Linked DNA regions of Sus scrofa: all the other regions are linked to region 2. The links are chromatin contacts, called in public HiChIP or PLAC-seq maps. All regions are on one chromosome and are shown on one strand. The core of a region is the stretch at or near the end of the contact, and the rest is flanking DNA. Distances in the headings are between cores, read along the strand shown.

What was found. HiChIP or PLAC-seq counts read pairs in DNA pulled down with a chosen protein or histone mark.
Region 1: a contact with region 2 is called in an H3K27ac HiChIP or PLAC-seq map of skeletal muscle. The contact joins the promoter of XPNPEP1 here to the promoter of MXI1 in region 2. A contact is called at or near these places in 1 of 47 Hi-C or Micro-C datasets (liver) and 2 of 2 datasets of contacts at active chromatin or transcription factors (alveolar macrophages and skeletal muscle).
Region 3: an H3K27ac HiChIP or PLAC-seq map of skeletal muscle shows a contact between it and region 2. The contact joins the promoter of SMC3 here to the promoter of MXI1 in region 2. A contact is called at or near these places in 2 of 5 promoter capture datasets (fetal skeletal muscle and liver), 2 of 47 Hi-C or Micro-C datasets (alveolar macrophages and skeletal muscle) and 2 of 2 datasets of contacts at active chromatin or transcription factors (alveolar macrophages and skeletal muscle).
Region 4: a contact with region 2 is called in an H3K27ac HiChIP or PLAC-seq map of alveolar macrophages. The contact joins the promoter of DUSP5 here to the promoter of MXI1 in region 2. A contact is called at or near these places in 1 of 47 Hi-C or Micro-C datasets (heart right ventricle) and 1 of 2 datasets of contacts at active chromatin or transcription factors (alveolar macrophages).

The regions. Positions count from the first base shown.
Region 1 is chr14:120,366,710-120,369,409 of Sscrofa11.1, forward strand. It overlaps XPNPEP1 (xaa-Pro aminopeptidase 1), which reads right to left and starts at 1,286. Exons shown (of 21, transcript XM_003133180.6): 1 at 952-1,286. The coding sequence starts at 983.
Region 2 is chr14:120,642,349-120,645,216 of Sscrofa11.1, forward strand. MXI1 (max-interacting protein 1) reads left to right here and starts at 1,343. Exons shown (of 6, transcript XM_003133181.6): 1 at 1,343-1,858. The coding sequence starts at 1,597.
Region 3 is chr14:120,968,283-120,971,177 of Sscrofa11.1, forward strand. SMC3 (structural maintenance of chromosomes protein 3) reads left to right here and starts at 1,347. Exons shown (of 29, transcript XM_005671452.3): 1 at 1,347-1,508; 2 at 2,814-2,889. The coding sequence starts at 1,494.
Region 4 is chr14:120,904,884-120,907,661 of Sscrofa11.1, forward strand. DUSP5 (dual specificity protein phosphatase 5) reads left to right here and starts at 1,457. Exons shown (of 4, transcript XM_003359366.4): 1 at 1,457-2,031. The coding sequence starts at 1,653. LOC110256730 (a long non-coding RNA gene) reads right to left here and starts at 1,383. Exons shown (of 4, transcript XR_002338641.1): 1 at 1-1,383.

The sequences.
Region 1 (2,700 bases), core at 36-2,535, 280 kb before region 2:
CCCTTCCACAGGGCTGGGCAGGTTCTCTACTCATCCCTAACACGCTCTGCGGAAGCCAAGGCCAGGTCAAGTTTGGCCTGAGATCTGTCAGCTCACAAACACAAGCACAAGCCACGGCCTGTGTTCAGCAAGTGAGCCGGGCCATGCTGCCAAGTTTCAACTGGTCAGAGGATGGCTGACCCCATGTAGATTGCCAGGGAATTTGGTTTCTGGCCATTGGGAATTCTCAACATATCTCTCAGTTTGTTAGCTGCTCTGATAAGTACACCTTGATTGTAGGGGAAGACTAGGCTGAAACCTATTCAATGTGAGACCAGCGGATTATCCTTCTCACCTCCCTGCATCCAGGGAGTACCCAGGGCAGGTTACTGGTAGGATGATATCAAAGTATTCCCTTACACGACCTCTGAAACCACTTGGGTAGGGAAGGGCCCGTGGTGGCCTATCCTTGTAGTGGTGACAGATCAGCAAGTCGAACTGCAGGTGTCACATTGTCACGGTTGTACTTTGAAGATTAGATTCTCAGGATAGAGGGGCGAGGGCGAGGTCGAGGGCTCGCCCACCTCCCCGGCCCCGGGAGAAGCCAGAAGGGGTCAATTTCCTCCTATAGCGGGGCCTTCTAGCCTAGCCGAGGAAGGGGCGGCGATGGCCACAGCTCCCTCCGGCCGAGCGCTGCACCTCCGCACACACTCTCGTGCGAGGACGCGGTTCGGGCTGCCCAGGGCTGCCAGAGGCCCCACCGGAAACGAACCGGAACTTGCCCGGCTGCAAGGCTCCCTCCCCTTGCCTTGGCTCGAGGGGCTCCGGCCATCCCTGGCCGGCGCCCGACTGCAGTGGGCTGCCTGCAGCGCCTCACCCGCTTGTCCCTGCCCTGCGGAGTGCAACAGGCGCGCCCGGGCCCCGGGGGCCGCGCGATGCCCGGACGCCGGCTCCCCGGCACATTCCCCTCACCTTACTCGCGGTGCCTTTCTGGAGGCTGCCATTCGGCGGTGACGTGCCCAGGCTCACGTCAGAGGAGCGCAGACCAGCTGATCACCGGTGGGCCTGCGGAAGGAAAGGAGGGGGGCGCGCGCGCCGAGCCGGCCACGCCCCCCTCTGTGGCGTGCGCCGGCGCCGCGGCCCCGCCCACCTTCAGGCCCCGCCCGCCGCTGGGGACGTATCTGCATTCCCACCGCAACCCGCATGGCTTCTTTCCCTTCGGCGAGTTAGGGGATGGAAGCCGTGCAGCGTCGGGTTATTGCTGTTCATTTTTCTCGCCATTCCCCAAAGAGGTAAAAGAAGGGCTCTGTCTGCTGAAGGGATTAAGGCGCGATGAAATTCCCTTCAGGGATTTTCCAGCCTTTAGGAGGAGGACGTGATCAGTTATGGAAGTAGTACCTCAGCGCGGTCTCACTTCCTGAGGCGTTAGCATTTCTCCTAAATCACTCATACAGGCAAAATCCAGCTGCTCACAACACTTGGATAGCTAATAGGCACCTCAAACTTGACATGTATGAATGGCGCTGGTGCCCACCCCCACCCCCCACAACCAACGCACCAAAACAAAGCAAAACCTTGCTCTACCAAGCAATCAGCGACTAGATCTTGGAGTCATCCCTGCCTCCTCTTTCACACTCCACATCCTGTCTTAGAAAATCGTTTTGGCCGCGTCTTCAAGACTGATCTAACCACTTCTCACTACCTGTCCCCCTTGTCCCACCTCTAGGTCTGCATCGCTACTGCCTTGCCCTTGTGATTGATTCCACTGACTTCCCTAATGCCTTGGGCACCCACAAGGTCTAGCCTAAACACAGCAGCCAGGTCAATTCTTTGAAGTCTGAAATCATGCCCCTGATCTACTTAGCACTTTCTGATGGTTCCTCATTTCACTCAGGCTAAAAGCTCTGCTTGCTTTGCCCCTAACCATTTCCTTCTGTTTCCACACTGTTCACTCTGTCGCAATGAACCTGATCTCCTTGCTATCCTTGATAAAGCCAGGCATCCTTATGCCCCAGGGCCTTTGGACTTGTTCTTCCCCAAATACCCAAGCTCCCTTCCTTACCTTTTCCTCACTTTGCCTTCAAATCTTTGCTCAAGTATTACCTTTTCAATGGACCCACCCTGATCACCCTATTTAAATCTGTAAACAGCCCCCAAGGTGGCTAATCCTCTTACACTGCTGTTTTTTTCAATAGCACTTATTACCTTTTAACATGATAAAGAATGTATTTATGTGTGTTGTATTCTGCCCCCCACCTTACACACACACACACACGTGCACATGTGCCATTGTCATTAGTATAGTATAGTAATATAAACTGTGTTTTTTAATGATGAGCAAAACCTGACCTGTAGTAAGTGCTCATTACATATTTTTTTGCATGAGTGAATGTTCTCAGAATGTGCAGTACTTAAGGGTAGGAACGCTGGCTCTCTTGTTCATTTTTATGACCCTGGTGCTTAGAGCAGCATCTGGCACTGAGTCAGCGCTTCAGATATATTTGCTAAATGACAGTGACCATCTTTTTAAAGCCATCTACTCGTCTTGCTTTGACCTTGGGGAAGGCCTTATACACCTGTATCAAGTAGGTTCTGCTTCCTGCAAGAGCTTGGAGTTCTAGTTGTTATTCAATAAGCATTTAGACAAACTAAATTGGGCCTGTAGAAAAAGTATGAAAGAACTAAAAGATGTGGCACCTTGGAAAGTAGCAGATGTCTGTT
Region 2 (2,868 bases), core at 93-2,592:
GTGGGTTACTGTAGTCCAAAATCACACAAGACTTTCCTGAGAGTGTGTGTACTGTTCTACATGGAAGGGGCTTCACAAAGAAATGTACTTTCTCTCCTTTTTTTCCAAAAAGTTTCCATTTCCAGTAAAATTCTTCCTGACGAATGTGTACAAAGCTGTCTCTAAGTAAGGTAGCTGGGTGGCACAAATCCATGGGCAGCATTCATGATGTCTTCTATGTAAATAGTTCCCCTGCAGGAAAACTCCAGGTGGCCTTGCAAGGTGACAATATTTAGAAGGGCTTATTGCAAAGATGTTTTCCAACAAAGTGCAGAAAAGTCTTGCTTCCTGCAACTTATTTTCCTGCTTAGGTGCAGGTAGGGGACTCAGCCTCTTCTCTGGATCTATACTGCAAGCAAAAGCTCTTACTAGGGGCCAGGCAGCATCCTAAGGGCGATTATAATTTAATTAATGCATTATTCTTATCAGAGTTTTCATGGATGGGGACACTTAGGCCAAGAGAGGTTAGAGGACTCATCCAGGCTCACGCAGCCTATACAGAGCAGAGCTGGGACTTGAATCCTTCTCTGTGGCACTTCCCAAGGGCCCTGACTCCCACCACACACCCCAGATCTGGAAAGCATCAATGGTTCCTGTACACCCTAACTGTTAGCTCTGCTGGAGCAGTGAAAACTATGTCAACTTGGGTGGGGCTCTTCAGAGCCAAAAGGTGGAATTCAGCTGCGGTAGAGGTGGGAGGTTCCTGGGCTGCCATTTCTGCCTTTCTGTCAAATAAAAGAGGGCCAGGTGTGGAGGCATCCTACTGTGAGCTTTGCACAGCTGGACTAAGGCTGGGAAAGAGGAGTGTAGATAGAGATGCTTGCATCTCCTCCCCCTTCCTGGAAAATAACATTGCATTTGAAGGGAGACAGAAAGAGTGAGTAAATCTGTAACTGGGATATGGTGGCCTGGGGATTTCATTTGGTCCTGTGAAGGCAGACACCCCGGCCTCTGTGAATGAGTGTGTGGATTGGGGGGAGAAAACTGAGGATTACATATGATGATTTTTTGGACTTTTTTTTTTTTTTAAGTCATAGCAGCTACCATTTATTGGAAACCTACTATGTGTCAGGCATTATTATTTTTATGTAAAGAAAAAATAGCCTAGTCGTTTGTTTTTTTGCAGGTGCTTTCAGAGCCATACGTTCTACACTGTGGTGAGATTTGGGGAGAGGCGGGGAAGTACGCAGGGACTAGCAGGGGGCGGTCCCCGCCGCGCTAGTCTCCACCTTTTATTTTGACCGGTCCGATGGCGACAGGCTCGCACTAGGACCCAGGCGCCAGAGCGCCTCCGTCCGTCCTGTAGGTTCATTCAATCTCCCATACACACAGACCCACTGCGAGACCGACACACACACACACACACACACACACACGCACACACACACACACACACACTCAAACACACAACTGCACGCAGAAGGCTCGGGAAGTCAGGTCGCCTCTTCGCCTCGGCGCTTTAGTTGCTTCAGCCAGCCGGGTCTCCCCTGGGGCCCGGAGCTCGGCCGAGCCGCGCAGCCCCAAAAGAGGACGAGCTTGGCGGACCCCGGTCCCTCCATGGGCAAACGCGGGCGGCCGCGCAAGGAAGCGCGCTGCGAGGGCGCGGGGCTGGCCCCCGCCGCGCCCCCGGCGGTGGCCGCGCCCCAGCCCCCGGCCCAACCAGAGGAGCCCGCGGGGGCCAAGCTCAGGTGCCCCTTCTCGGACATTTTCAACACCAGCGAGAACTCGATGGAGAAGCACATCAACACTTTTCTGCAAAACGTGCAGATTCTGCTCGAGGCCGCCAGCTACCTGGAGCAGATCGAGAAAGAAAACAAAAGTAAGTTTGGGGGCCCCGGCTCCTCCTCGGCGCCTGGCTCTTTCTTCCTCGCCCACTTGGGCAACCCCTGTCGCCTGCTTGGCCCCCTCCCTCCAACACACACATCCAGCCCTCGGCATTAAAGCCGATGACACCGGAGAAAGGACACGCACGCACAAAGCTGCTAAAGATGTAACAAAGACGAGCGGGGGCGGGGGGGGCTGTCGGTGCGTCTGTCTGTCCGTCTCCTCTAGGCTAGGAGGACCGCTGGGCCGAGGAGCCGGGGGAGTGTTGTTGTTTGCTGACAACTGAGCCGAGAGCTCATCTCTTCGAGGTCGCCTTTCTTCCTTTTTTTTTTTTTTTTTTTTTTTTTTCCGGAGCCTTCTCCGGCAGACAAGTGTTGTTTTTCTGAAGCTCGTTCTTGGGTGGGGTGGGGATTAGAAGCCGAAAGTTGGAAACCATAGGCAGAGCTCAGCGGTTCCAGAAAGAAAACACACAGACACACACGACAACGATAACAACAACAACCAAACAGCCCTCCACAGCGTGGGCTCGGGCTGGCACGGCTCTGCTTCTCCCTCCTGTCTACTTTGCTTTTTCCTCTCCTCTCGCAGCAGGGCTGGGCTCACGCCATCGCGTCCACGGATACAGTCCCCCTGCGCCTCTGTTGCCCTGGGGTGTACCCCCCAAAGAAACAGGCCGGTAAAGCCAGGCAGAGCCAGCAGCTTGCCCCGGACCCGCCATCCTACGCCCGGGAAACTCGACGAGGGGGAGGCAGCTAGAAGGAAACTTTGGGATCTCTCAGGAAACAATAGTTGGGGAAGAAGGTGTGGGCTGCTATGTGCGGTTTCTTTATTTTCCGGGAGACGGCTCCCTAGTGAGCGCGTTGGGCGAGGAAGGCAAGTGCCTTGCTGGTGGATTTCTGCTGTTCCCCCCACCCCCACCCCAGATTCAGGTGGAGAGTGATGTGGGGTGGGGGTGTTGGGAGTTCCACACTGGCCTGGCCTTCTTTTTTGTATTTGTTTGATTTT
Region 3 (2,895 bases), core at 97-2,596, 330 kb after region 2:
CTTTCTAGGAATGAGTTACTAAAGAAACAGCAGAAACGAGATAAACCCTTTCTCTCTTGGATTTATATTGTAGTAGAGACAGAATAAATAATACAAGAATGTTAATTCTCAAATCACCTTTTATATTTTATTTTTATATATTAGTTTTCCACTAATCTTTATTTTTTTCTGCCTGTATAAGTTATATAAACCAATTGGATAAGATTCATTTAGTATGTCTAAATAAGTAAAACTCTCATCACTGTAAAGAACATCATAAATGTTTGGTCACCATGCTTTCATCTATATACCTCTATAATTTAGGTAAATAGAATAGCCTTATGCATTGTTTCTGCAATTCTAAACATGAAAATGGTTTTATCCTCATTTTATAGGTTAGTAAAGAAGACTTAAAACTTCAATATCAATGTGTCTATGATCCCAGAGTTAGAAATCAACAGTATAGAGATGCTAATCCAGTAAATAGGGCTGGAACTGCCCAAGGGCAGTGGGAGGGGTGGTGAGGAGGGACCAACTTGGTTGGCAAGTAACTTCACAGTGGCCCAATTTCTAATCAAATGGTTTTTTCCCTAGGATTGATATACATCAGCTACACCAACGGTTGCCACTGGCGCCTCTTAGCTTTCAGACTGTTAAAAAAAAAAAGCGGGGTTGGGGGGAACTTTTAATCTTATCTAAATCTTGTTGCTGCAGTTGTCCAATCTGCCTAGATTTATAGCAAATAAAGCAGTAACAGCTCCGGAGGTATTAACCATGACATTATTACAACTAATTTTCCAGCGCCAAGTTTACATGGGGCTGTCCTGCGAGTGGACAGTCTAGAGCCATTGAGAGCCGTTCTAAATTTATAAAAGTCCCCGAGTAAGAGAGAATAATGGAACAGCCGGAATTCAGCTCGCCGAACACCGTCCCGCCCCCGATCCTGCATTCAGCAGGTTTGGGGGAATGGCACGACCCGCGCGCGGCGTTGGTTGGGGGGGGACGGGAGTGGTGTCGTCCCATTTTTATACAGTCGGAGACCACGTGACCTCCGCCCCGCACCGCTACTGGCCCTCCGCCTCTAGCTCTCGGCTTTGGCGCCGAACCTTTCCCCCCTTCTGGCCGCAACCATTATCTCTGAGCTCGGAGGAAATACGGGCCAACCACACGATCGAGGCTTTTCTGAATGAAACTTCCGACAATTTCTCCAGAAAAGTTCAGCTAAAAATTGAGGGATCAAGTGAAATACACCTGAAGACATCGTAGAAGGTTCCTTTTGCCAAAAAGAAAGAACGGACCTAACCCTGATTCCCCCTACGCTCCGTGGGGGTCGCGAGGGTGGTTCCGTCCGAGGCGCGGACTCCGCCTCCGCGGGCGCCGCCATTTTGTTTGGCTGGAGGGGAGCGAGCGGCGCTCTGGGGGGAGGGGTCTCCTAGGCTCCTCACCAGACCCCGCGCCCTCGCTGTTGCTTTTTGCGGCGGAGGCCGTCTCCCCGGCTAGGAGCGCCCGGAACCATGTACATAAAGCAGGTGAGGTCTATGTGTCCCTCCTTTCCCCTGCCACGGGCTCGTGAGGACCGCTCTTTGAGGCGAGGATGTCGCGGCCTTTCACATCTCCCCGCAGGGTGGACGCGGGGCTGGACAGGGAGTGTGGGGGAGGGGAGAGGGCCGACCCACTAGCGCAGGGCCGCGGAGAAGTGGGGCTCCTCCCTGCAGCCCCGGCGGCCCTGCAGGGCGCTCGCCTGAGGGGGGCGGGCTCGGGGAGAGGGGTGGAGGGGCTGGCGGGGCTGTCTTGTTGGAGGCACTAGGTCTTCCCGGGTGGGCCGGGGCGGGAGAGGCCCGGGACGGGAAGAGGCTTCGTCCTGCTGCCCTGGGCAGCTCCGCGAGGGCGTTTAGTGTGTGGTGGTGGTGGTGGTGGTGGGGTCTCCCCAGTCCGGGGGCGCCTCTGGGGGTGTCAGCCTAACTGGGGGTTTGCTCCTCCCCGACTTAGCCAAGGAGTGAGAAGGCTCCTCCTTCCTGCACGGTGCGTAGTGCCTCCTCATTCCGTTGTTTACTTCTGTCAAAATGGTCTTCCCGCGCTGGAGTCCACCGCAAAGATGGACCCATTCACGCTCTGCGAGAAGTTTCTCTTGTCGGATGTGTTGGCCTCAGAGCAGCGGTTCCACGAAAGGGATGCTCATTCTGGCTGGGCCGGAGTGTGGCTGGCAGGGACGCCCAGAAAAGCTGGGGCCGGTCTGCAAGTTTGATGTGCTTTTACTACAGCCTTGTAATGCTTAGTGTTCCTACGGACCTTGGGCTTGATTTTGAGAATTTCCTAACAGGTTATTAATTATCGCTCCTAAAAAAGCAACATTGGCAGTGGTTACTGATTTTTTTTTTAAATCACCGTTTTTCCAAAATGAGTTTTTCTTCTCTGAAATGGAAACTTTATTATCTTGCATTAAATGAGAAACCAGGACGGAAAGGTGTGCAAAAAGGTGTTAGTTTAGAGATTATTCCTGGAGTTCCCGTGGTGACTCAGTGGTTAACTAATCCGACTAGGAACCATGAGGTTGCGGTTCGATCCCTGGCCTTGCTTAGTGGCTTAAGAATCTGGCGTCGCCGTGAGCTGTGAGCTGTGGTGTAGGTTGCAGACGCGGCACGGATCCTGCGTTGCTGTGGCTCTGGCTTGGGCCGGCAGCTACAGCTCCGATTCAACCCCTACCTAGCCTGGGAACCTCCATATGCCACGGGAGCAGCCCTAGGAATGGCAAAAAGACAATAAATAAATAAATAAATAAATAGAAGTTATTCCTTTTGGGGTGTGTTTTGATAAATCCCTTTTTTATTTATCAGGTTATTATCCAGGGATTTCGAAGTTACAGAGATCAAACAATTGTAGACCCCTTCAGTTCAAAACATAATGTTATTGGTAAGT
Region 4 (2,778 bases), core at 207-2,706, 260 kb after region 2:
GGCCATGTGGGTGCTCCATGTGTGTGGAGGTTGGTCTTAGGTTGAAATGTCAGGGGGTGGATGGTTCTGGTGACACTGGAGGAGGAGCAGAATGCAGGGAAGGCTGGCACGGATAATCCCCAAAAGAAAGAAAACCCTTGCTCTGCCTACAACACATATTAATTAAGATGCCACTGACAGAGCAAGGACAGCACCTCTTAACAGAGGGCAGCTGAGACCCAGAGGCAATAGCTGGCTATCTGTGCCTGGTTTGATTGCATTTGATTTCAGAATTTGATTTCTGCTTCCTCCTAAAAACCTCATTCCCTCTGTTGGTAGTAAACAAGCCCCTCCTGGTGTTTCCATCAGGCAGCCTCCTTCCTCATCACACTCACGACAAAATGGTTGGTCCTGATTTTGGGATAGAAGCTTGTTTCCCTCATGCATGTCCCTGCAGCTGGTAGGGCACAAAGCTGACCCTCACTAAATACTTGCTGAATGGGTGAATCACGTCCAGTTCCCCAAGATTGGGGATGGGAAGCCTGAACTGCTGGGGACTGGTGGGGTCAGACAGCCTGAGATTATACTTGATCCACAGATAATCCCTCAAATCCAGAAGCCACCTGGACAGTTGGCTGTGCTGAGCTCCATCAACAGCGCATGTTGATGCTGCAGCTGAACTCAGGACGGATTTTCTGGGAGGCAGAGAAGAGTTTCTCAAAAACAATTATTCTAATTATTATTGGGAGTGTGACAAAGGACCATCAATCCTTTGAGGGCAGAATCCATTTGGGGAGATTAATTTTTGGCTCTTCTCTCTCCATTTTTACTTCTAGGTACTTTTCTTATGGGAAATTTCAAAATATAAAGGAAAGTAGAGTAAACAATATAATGAATCCCCAGGTACCCATCACCAAGCTTCAATGATTACCAAAACAAGCCCAATCTTCAGTCATCAATAGCCCAGCCCTTGGAGCAAATTCCACCATCATCTCATTTCCCGCGTAAAGACCCGTAAGGATCGAAATCTACTTCTGACTCATCTGGGGGCACTAGCCGAGGGCTCCCCTTGCTCTCCCTACAGCAGTGCCTGGCATGGCCCCCAGCAGGTTCTGAACCTACGTCTATGAAACTCAAAGCCCGCTGGTGCGGCGCCGGCTCTGCCTCCTCCGCTTCCTCCTCTTCCCGCACAGCGTGGGTCACCTCGGCCTCGTGGCGTTCCTGACACCCCACCGTCAGTCCCCGGTGATGCGCGAGTGAGTGTCTCCGCGCAACGCCACAGAGAGCACAGGAGGCGCCTTCCACTTCCTCTTTCTCCGGCTGACTAACGCTTGGCGACCGCCCCGCGCGTCCCGCTCCCTGGGGGCGTGGCCACAGCCCGAAGGGGCGGGGAAATACCCATATTTGGCCTTATATGGGCAGCCACGTCATAGGCCACACACCCATTCGCTTAAAACCCAGCGCCGCCGGCGGAATCCCCGGCTTCTGGGGCGGCGAGTGGCCGGGCCGGGCGCCGAGCGTAGGGGGCGGGAAAGAAGAGTTGAGCTGCCGCTCCGGCGCCGGGCTCGGTCGGCCGGCCGCAGCCCCGCGGGTTGCCCTCCCGGGCCTCGCTGGCCGGCATCCTGGCCGTCGGCACCTGCGGGGTGCCCGGCGCGCGGCCGCTGGGCGGCGGCATGAAGGTCACGTCGCTCGACGGGCGCCAGCTGCGCAAGATGCTCCGCAAGGAGGCGGCGGCGCGCTGTGTGGTGCTCGACTGCCGGCCCTACCTGGCCTTCGCCGCCTCCAGCGTGCGCGGCTCGCTCAACGTCAACCTCAACTCGGTGGTGCTGCGGAGGGCCCGCGGCGGTGCGGTGTCGGCGCGCTACGTATTGCCCGACGAGGCGGCGCGCGCGCGGCTGCTGCAAGAGGGTGGCGGCGGCGTGGCGGCCGTAGTCGTGCTGGACCAGGGCAGCCGCCACTGGCAGAAGCTGCGCGAAGAGAGTGCCGCGCGCGTCGTGCTCACCTCGCTGCTCGCCTGCCTCCCCGCCGGCCCGCGAGTCTACTTCCTCAAAGGTGAGTGAGCCAGGGCCGCGGATCCCCCGTCACTCTACCTGACTCCTCGCCGGGACGGCCCCGGACTCTGAAGTCGCCTTCTGGCGCCGGCCGCCCTCCTCCACCCTGGAACCCGGGAAGTTCTCCACTGGCGGGAGTCTGCACCCTGGGGCTTGACGTGCTCCGGGGAGGGCACCGCCAATGTCAGCGCTCACGGCTTTCCCCTCCCCACCCGCGTTCCTCGAAAGCGCCTGACGGTCTGCCCGCCGGGGAAGATGGGGTCGCTTACGCAGCTGGGGGCCCGCTGGCTTGTGCTGGGCAGTGGCCCCGTTTCCTGGCGCGGGCTTACCCGCTCTCGCTGGGGCCTATGCTCCGGAGCCGTCCTAATGGACGGACCTGGCGGAATCCGCAGGTCGGGACCACCCCCTCCCCCAGGAGCGTGGCGCCGCGGTGTCCCCTTTCCTCCCTCCTGGACAATTAACCTACGTTAGGCTGTGTCTTCATCGACCCTCTTGCCTTTTGACCCTGGCAGTCCCTCCCCTTCCTTTCCATTTCATTTTATTGCTTTTTATTGTCCCTCAGCTTCCCCTTCTCGCCTCCAGGCTTTTCTCTAGCTCAGTTTGGAGCTGACAGCCTTCCCATCTCTTCCACCTTCTCGTCCCCTTCCTAGACGGGTCGTGGCCCAACCCAGCGACCCTAACGCTGTCTGCCAGCGCGGGGGAGGCTGGCCCAGCGAGCCAGGACCTAGGAGAGGTGCCACAGGGTGGT